Regions from separate parts of the Capsicum annuum genome. Here region 2 is linked to region 1. A link is a contact called in public Hi-C data. All regions are on one chromosome and are shown on one strand. The core of a region is the stretch at or near the end of the contact, and the rest is flanking DNA. Distances in the headings are between cores, read along the strand shown.

Region 1 (4,590 bases), core at 1,501-4,000:
CGCGTGTGCCCTAATTAATCAGGGCCGGAGCTCCTAATTAATGTCTTTAAAATTAATCTAAAATTTTAATTTTAGATTATAATTCAATTATTAATACATGATGTCGTTATTTTAAAATTTAAAATTCATAAAATTCAAATAGTGACTTTATTCTTTGTCTTAATGAATACATCATGCGTTACGTTGTTGTCATGGTCCCCTCCCCACCTTTGGAAAAAAACACTACGGCTGTAAACAAATACACTTCTAATTTCTAACTAATATTGTGTACGTGATCTTTTCTAATCTTCTTTCGAATGTGAAGAATTATTAGGAGGATAATCATTCCTAATCAACTCTTGGTTCAATAGTCAAAAGTTAGTTATTGGTATAAAGTCTACATATAGATACACCTAGAAAGCAAGTTGAGATTTAATTGGATTCTTTTTCGAAGTGTTTATGTAATAGTTGTAAGTTTCTATAATCCAGATAATTAATTTATTTGCTGGTTTAATAATAGTTGAATAAGTTAAATCCTAAATTGAGTATTAAATTACTGTTAGTGGGATAATTATTGACTGTTACTAGATAACTACTGTAAATGAGATAATTATTATATCCACAAATATGAAACGTGAAAAACATAACTGTATTAACGTGAAAAACATAAATATTTATTTCCTTTGTTATAAAGGGGTCTTGTTCCATCAAAACTATCCTAAAACTAAGATAAAGAGAGAGAAACAGAATTTTGTTCTTAGTTAAGAACAAAATAAATCAAGTACTTCAGCTAATCACTGTCAAGAAGAAAAGTTATGAAAAATTCAGGTAAGTAATTTTGTATACTAAATTGCTGTCATTAATTTTGTTGATATGAAAAACATTAAGTTCTACGTTCCTAAATAATTGATAGGATTATTTATATTAGATTGTTTAAGTTATACAATCTGTTAATTGCTTACAATAGTTAATTGTAATGAGAATAATGGGAGTTCCGTATAGATGAAATCAAGTATCTATATGGATAGCGATGCGAGGTTCATTTGTGACGAGCTCTTAAATGATGCACATTGCTTTGGAAAGACGAAGTTTCTCCTCATATGGGCCACGCACATGAAACATGAATTAAGGATTATCTCGATTTCCGTGTGTGTTAGCTCATGAATTTTTGAGATGTGTTCTGATTTAAGTCAAAAAGTTAGTGTAAAGTCTACATTTTAAATATATGTAGAAAATTTAAAACTGCCTTAATGAAATCACTATAATAGTAAAATGACTTTTGAAGAGAGGATGAGATAGACTTCTAATTCAACAAAAATTCTTTCAACCTCTACGTGGTTGTTCTTAAGATACAAAAAACATTCAAATGGAAATTATTATATCTGAAACCACATGATGAAAGTCAAATTTAGTGGCATGGGAAGTCTAACTAATTTGCTAAATCTCTAAGGATTAAAGATATGCATAAAATGAACAAAATTAATCGCAACTAAGAGAGGCTACATAGTGGAAACAAAAATACCAGGTGATCAACTATAGTAAATAAAATTATCCGATATATGCACCAATAGAAGTAACAAATATTCTGTGAATTAATAAAGGTATGTGTAAAATAGTCCGAATATACACTACGAATATTTTTTTAGAAAAAATCGCTTGGAATCGTGCTATGAAGAATGCAGTAAGGGCATGCTCTTGTAGTAAACATTGTTAAATCAGATAAATGGAAACTCAGTACGAGTTCGATTGAATTTAGTTATTTTTGCTCAATTAATATACTTATACTAAAGAAAATTCATTAGGCATGTATAAATTTTAAATTTAGAACTCAATTTATAAATATTTAAAAGTCGTCATTTTAATTAACATTTAAAATTCATAAACTTAAAATACTAACCGACAAGGTAGGGTAGCTTAGGACAACAATTTCCCAAAAATTCTTGGGAGCATCATGCTTTGTTTGATCTCTTATCTCTTTCTTTTTCTTTTACCTTTATATAAGTTAAAATTAAGAAATTGGCTGTTGACAATGATATTTTAAGAAAATCAATGTGAAATCTGTTTGGTTTAGAGGAACGTAAACACGTTTCTTAGGAATATTGGTTCAACTTTCTATCTTATTCCAAGGAACAAACAAAAATAATTACGCTAATTAATCAAAAACTCTTATATGTATGTGTATATATAGAGTAGGAATAAATTGCAAATCTGTCACTTTTAGTCACTTATTTTAACATTTCTCCTCATTTCAATTTGTTTGTTTTACTTTTCTTCTATAGTATGTTTTTAAAAAATATCTCTTTCTCTTTTTGGCACTTCCTTAATTTTAATTTTCCACATAATACCTCAAGAGTATTAAATATTTAAATACATTCTACACATCTTTAGTTTAAAACCATAATGCTTGAAATATTTATTTCTTTTCTTAAATTTTGTGTCAAGTTAAAATCAATAAGTAAATTGAAACAAAAGGAGTAAAAAGTTTTAAGAAACGTTAATCCAACAGCTTTTATAAGGCAAATTTGGTCAATACCGTTCTGAAAATATTGTGGGAATGTTTGCTTGTCTATATCAACTTAATTGGAAAATTAAGCATCATTTTGGAATTCAAACATTTTGCTTAAACGAGCTTTAACCTTATTATTACATTATTATTATTATTATTATTATTATTATTATTATTAGGGAATTATTATTTTAACTTTTTGTGTTTCTCATGTTAAGCTGCCATACTGAAGCTAATTATCATAAGTAAATATTCTTGCTGCCACTAATTAACATGGTCCACAAGATTTTTTATCACAAGAATAGTAATTAGTGCTTGTGGACCTAGCATTAATGTCTTAATTAGAAAAAATCATTAATTTGGCAACAATTACATACTACTCCCTCTGTTTCATATTCATTGGCTCTGTATAAAAAATAGTAGATATTTTATTTTACTTGTTCAATTTAAATAAATTAAGAGAAAGATTTCATTTTCTTCAAGTACCATCCCTATTATTTAATGATTGCACTAAATATTAATCAAATTTAGATTTTTAAAATACAATTAATAGAATAATTAGTAAAATAAATCCGTAATAAATATATTTTAAAGAAAGTGACAAAGTCAATAAGTATATAAGTCAATAAGAATAAGTACATTGCATTAATGTGCAAAACGTGATCAAGGAGTTTATGCACAAACTATTAAGTTTTACTTAAATCTCAGAGAGGATTAGTAGTAACTTGCTTCCTGTTTGCAACTCTGTCGCGTTTTGCTTGGTGAGAGTTAATTTAACTAATTTTCAAATTTAAATTAAATTAAATTATAAAAATATTTTTACAATTAAAACTAACATACTTAGATAGTATGTTAAAAAACACTATAAGCTGCACTTATTTTCAATAAATATAGTGAAGAAATACATTTTAAAATACTGATCAAAATTAATATAATTTGACGTAAAAAAACACGTGACAAGTATTTTGAAATGGAGAGAATACATAAGTGGAGTTACTACTCTCACGTGTCATGTAATATTGGAAAATTTCCTAACATTTTGTTTGAAAATATTCTTAGAGGTATTTCAAAATAAAATGTAATTTCCCAATTAGAAAATGTTAGAGAATATTCTTAGTGGTATTTCAAAACAAAATGTAATTTCCCTATTAGAATTACGTTGACATGAAAATGGACCTCTCCAATTAGAATTTTCCACTTTAACTTTCTTTATTTCATTATCTCAAGGACATCGATAGAACTACATTTATTAGTTTAATTACTTCTTATAATAACATTTCTTAATTTTCATCTTTTGCTCTCAATAAAATAACATCTTTTCAGCCAAAAGAAAATGTACTACTCCCTCTGTTTAAAAGATTTGATTTGATTTGATTTTGTACGGAGTTTAAAAAAATATGAAGAATTTTAAATCTTATAATCTTAAATTAAAGTAATGTCAAATATATCACAATAATATTTAATTTTATGATTTTAAACATGTCAAGTTAAAAATTAAAATTAAAATATTATTAAAAATATTTTTAAATAAATTTAAAAAATAAATTATTCTTTTTTAACCGGAGAAAGTAATTCATATGAAGTGCATATATTTTGGGCTTTGTCATTTACAATAGAGGTAGGGCGGTGGTCCAAGAAGTCTTCATGTTTCAACATCCGCTCAAAGTAAATGATTGCTTTATGAGATATGAGTTTTTATTTTTATATCGTAATATTTTGTAAGTTATGTCTTAAAATTTTAAAAAATTCATATCCCGATAGATATAGATTCAGTTTTACACTTCTTTTAGTCCATAATAACTTAATTTGTGTGGCAATGCACACTTAATTTTCTTTTTTTTTTAAAAGACATATATTAAACACCACTTTCCTTTTTAATCTTTTTAAAAGCAAGTTAAAATCATAAATATGACCAAGTAAATCTCTTGATATAAATAAACAATAAAAATAAAAGAAATTAATAACGTTCTTAAATATTTAACAATTAAATTATTTTGAATATTAAAAAATATTCATAAATTAAGTTAATACTCCATAGTGGTATTAATCTCTTTTGTATTTTGGTCATCAAATGATTCCAGAGATTCATATGTTTGCAGAGGTGG
Region 2 (4,590 bases), core at 527-3,026, 61 kb before region 1:
AAATTGGGAAGAGAGAGAAAAATGCACTAGAAAAATTTAGTAAGTAGCAAAGATGCCAAAAAGGAAAAGAAAAAAAAAAAAAGAAACGAATTTATCTTAAGATCTTTTTTCAACTTTCTCCTCTGTTAATCTACTTGTAATTTAATCATGTAAAAAATTATTTTTATTTATTTCGAATAGATAAACAGTCCGATACACATAACATTTCGTACTTTCGTTTAGAAGAATTCTGAGATGCATCGTACTCTAAGATGGTCTAATGTAGACAAATCTATCCCGATATAAAAGCAAACCTCAACAACTGATTTGATGATGAATTTAGCTTAAGATCTATTTTCAATTTTCTCTTATCTCGCTTAATCTACTTGTAATTTTATCATGTAAAAAACTATTTTTATTTGTTCAAATTAAATAGGTAAAGTACCCGGCACACATAACATTTCATACTTCCATTTAGAAGAATTCTGAGATGCATCGTACTCTAAGAAGGTCTAATGTAGACAAATCTATCCCGATGTAAAAGTAAACCTCAGTAACTGATTTCACGATGAATTTAGCTTAAGATCTTTTTTTAACTTTCTCCTATCTCTCTTGACTTTACTCGTAATTTTATTCAGTAAAAATTTATTTTTATCTATTTCAAACAGATAGACACTTCGATACACAGAGCGTTTCGTTTATGAAGGATTTTGGAAAGAATTGTACTCTAAATAGATGTAATAGAGACAAATCTATATCCTGATGCGGAACAAGCATCAACGACTGATTTTGTGACTCGAATAAACAGATCTATTTGTAAAATCAAAGAAGCAACAAAGGAAAGTATGATGTTTTGAAGCTCATAAAGGAAAGGGAACAGGAGATATAAAGCAAATTAAGGATTAGACAAGCAAATCTTTTGTGATGAAGAAAACTCAATCTCTTAACTAAGACACCATAGTCACCTTCTTATGTCAAAAAAATAAAAATAATCAAAACATCCACACAAAATATCTAGCTGATGTGCTGACACAAGTCAATCAATCTTCAATCTTTGTATCAATAAAAATGTAAAAAAAATAAAAAAAATAAATCAAAACACACACAAAATACAACAACCAAAAATTTTAGTGGAGATCTTAATAGCTCAATTAGTTAGCTATCTGAACTTTCACTTTATTGATAAAAAATCGATTCTCATATCCCTTTTTCCTTCCCCCAGTGTAAAACAAAAAAACATTTGTTCTTCATTAGGTTTAAAACCTTCTTATGTCAAAAAAAATAAAAAAATCCAGACGAAATATCTAGACTTACATAAGTGATAAGTCAATCAACCTTTGTATCAATAAAAATGAATATTTTTTTTTCCCAAACCAGAAAACACACAAAAAAACAAACAACCAAAGATCATAGCTCAGTTAACTAACCACTCGTACTTTAACCTTATTGGTAAACGTTCGATCCTCTCCTTAATTTCTCCTTCCCCAACCCTCCAGATCTTGTTGAACAAAAAAAAAAATTAACAAACAAACCTGTTGTTGGCATATTCATAGAGTCTGCCACGGCTGGAAAACACAATTAGGGCAACTTCAGCATCACATAGAACAGAAAGCTCATAAGCTTTTTTCAATAGCCCATTTCTACGTTTACAAAACGTAACTTGTCGATTCGTAGTATTTTCGATCCTTTTAATTTCAATCTTCCCTCTACCTCCACCACTCGATTTTCTCAATTGTGAAGACGATTCATCAAGTTCATGATTATTTGGAAAAACCATCGTCCTTCTGCCGAAATAAATTAAGCTGAAAAAAGTGAAACAAATATCGCGATCTCGTTAGCCTTAATTGAGGAAATTAAAACTATAGTCTATAAGAAAAAATATAATATTGTGTAGCAACTAAAAAAAGCAAAACAACAATTTTTTCTTTTGAGTATGTTTGTAGTTACTTCTTGATTAATTTTTTTTTTTTTTTTTTTTTTTTGTGTGTGTGTGATGTTTTGATCAGGAAATATATAGCAAGGATAAGGTAAAGAAGAAAATCTACCTAGAGATTTTTTTTAAAATTTTTTTTTTTGGCTTTTGAATTTGTACCTATATTGTATAGGTTTGAACAGGAGAGCTTGCAGAAAATGGAAGTGAGTTGAACTAGCAGAAGGGTAGTTATAGATAGGAAAAAATTGGACCGTCCAACTAAACTACTACTTTTTGAGTGTATGTCTACACACTAAATTGGTGACGAAGTAAGAATTTTCACTAAATGAGTTCAAAATGTAAACATACAAAGTATTCAAGGTGATACAATGTCTACTAATTCAGGGCGGAGCCAGCTTGGGACTAGGGTTCATTCGGCAAAAAATTACATTATCATACTTGATTGAAATAAATCTTTATGTACATAATAGATGTTGAACCCTCGTGGGCTAATTTGTGTGGTTACTTCTTCATATTTTGAACTCCTTATTAGTGAAAATTCTCACTTCGCCACTGCTAGTATATATATATATTGTAATTTTTTACCGATGAACCCCCTTCCCCTGACTTGGCTCCGTCCTTGCACTAAACTACTTCTCTGATCTCAAATTATGTATAGTGATGTTATAATTGTTTAAATACTAATAAAGGATAAAATAGTTCAAATTTTTTCCTAATTAATGTTTTCTAAAACAGAAGTACGACAAATAATTTAAGACAAAAGAGTATAATTTTTTTCCTTGATGTAGTGTATGTAAGTGGTATTGAAGGAAAGTAGTAGTAGCAAAAAAAAGGGTGTAAGATTTTAGGTGTATAGTTTGATCAAACTCCATTTAACAATGCATTTTTTTCTAAAAGTATGGGAAAAAGGGACAATGGGAGTCTCTTTTGAAAAGTGACAACTAATGAAAATTGAATAAGTTTGTTGTAAGTGCAGTCAACCTTCAGTTTAAATAGAGTAGAGAAATACAAAACTAGCAAAACCATTTTATTAATTTTTTTTTTTAACCTTGCAAGATATCTTTAATTTTCAGTGAATTCTGACCTCAGCATTGTTTGGCAAAATTTCACTATACTCCAATTCACACTGATCTCCACCCTGGATTTTTCAGATATAATGGAAGTAAGAAAGGGAAATGAAAGAAAAAAGCTTATCTTCGGCCGGCGGGTAGATGAATTTAGAATTTAAAGTCTATAGTTTTAAATTTTAGTTATTTTTAGGTTATTGAGGTCTAAATTACTATACTATTAGTAATTTGTACATATTAAATGAACTTTTTAGACAAGCCTTATTGAACTAAAGTTATTGTGTTCTACTGAACTCATACCTTCTGCTCTACATTCGTTGTTGATCTCTGATTGTGAAGCTATTAATTATTGCTCGAGACTCTTCACAACAATCGTCCAATAGTAATGCACTATTTGTGTTCTAGTGAACTCATACCTTCTGCTCTACATTCATTGTTGATCTCTGATTGTGAAACTATTAATTATTGCTCGAGACTCTTCAAAACAATCGTCCAATAGTAATGCTCTATTTGAGTATCTAACACATGTGCAATATTATTATTGAAACTTCAAGCAAATATAGGGATGTGCAAAAACCGGACTGACTAATACCAAATCAAAAAAATAGTCCTTGGTTATTGGATTTTTTGTTTAACTATTTTTTGATGGTTTTATAAAAAAATTTATCGGATTATCAGTTTGATTTCTATTTTTAATATTAGGTTTTTGAGTAAACCTGTAACGCATTAAGACTATTCTAAATTACTACTTTACCTTTATTTATATACTTTACTGCCTTCACAGCTGCTACAAAACCTGAAAATCCTATTCAATTTTCTTTCCTAGATGTGGAAATTGATTTCCTTGTTCCTTTTTGTGCTAAATATTACAGAAACTCATCGGCTTATTTGATTGGATTAGTCAAGATCAGTTTAGTCCATTATTAGAATCGTGATTTTTTCGTTCTAAAAGTTCATACTAATTGTGCATGTTTAATCTTAGTTACTTAAGTATAATCAGTTACATTTATTAATTGATTCTTGCTTTATGTCATACTATAGGCATCCAGAGACCAGAATAGTACAACATTATTCAGAAGAAAAATGTACATATATTTGTTTATAAATTGAAAATCAATAAAAAAATATCTTATTAGCTTGATTATTGGTTAAGCGTATTTAAAAATTCAAAATGATAAACCAAATCGATAATTTATAAGTCAAATCGAACCGATTGATGCACACCTTTAGTAAAATAACATAAGATGGTCAATCGAGATCTCTCCCTACTCTTAATTAGTGGTCTCAAACTCTCGATTGCTAAGAAAGAAAACCCCTGCAGCAAGTGAGTGTTTTACCTTCTGTAGGCCTAGTTAATGTAAATTTTAATTAGTCGGACCAATAAATTTCAAATACGATATGGTAAAATCAATAATAGAGAAAGGGGAAAAAAAGATCTCTCCATGCCCAAAAGTACTTCTCTCTCTTGTATTATTTGATTTTTAATTTCCCCATGATCTCTTGAAGTTGTGATTCATAGTAACAAGACTCCCATGTGATGTCTTATTCACCATTACCCATTACTCAATTCATTTATGGTAAAGGGTAGGGGAAACCTCATGATACACTTTG

The links. A called contact is a pair of places that touch in the nucleus more often than the background predicts.
Region 2: a Hi-C map of bud shows a contact between it and region 1, with 3 times the contacts expected there. The contact joins the promoter of LOC107878477 here to the enhancer-like site in region 1. A contact is called at or near these places in 5 of 5 Hi-C or Micro-C datasets (bud, leaf, pericarp and 1 more).

The regions. Positions count from the first base shown.
Region 1 is chr7:215,036,436-215,041,025 of UCD10Xv1.1, reverse strand. No RefSeq gene overlaps it. Among protein-coding and RNA genes, the nearest start is that of LOC107878476, 43 kb to the right of the region's middle. Within about 2 kb of position 2,750, at least 1 of the 5 cell types and tissues checked has an H3K27ac peak or open chromatin away from gene starts, as enhancers often do. A contact at or near this core is called in pericarp, where this site is marked.
Region 2 is chr7:215,096,041-215,100,630 of UCD10Xv1.1, reverse strand. It overlaps LOC107878477 (floral homeotic protein AGAMOUS-like), which reads right to left and starts at 1,776. Exons shown (of 8, transcript NM_001325110.1): 1 at 1,512-1,776. The coding sequence starts at 1,756.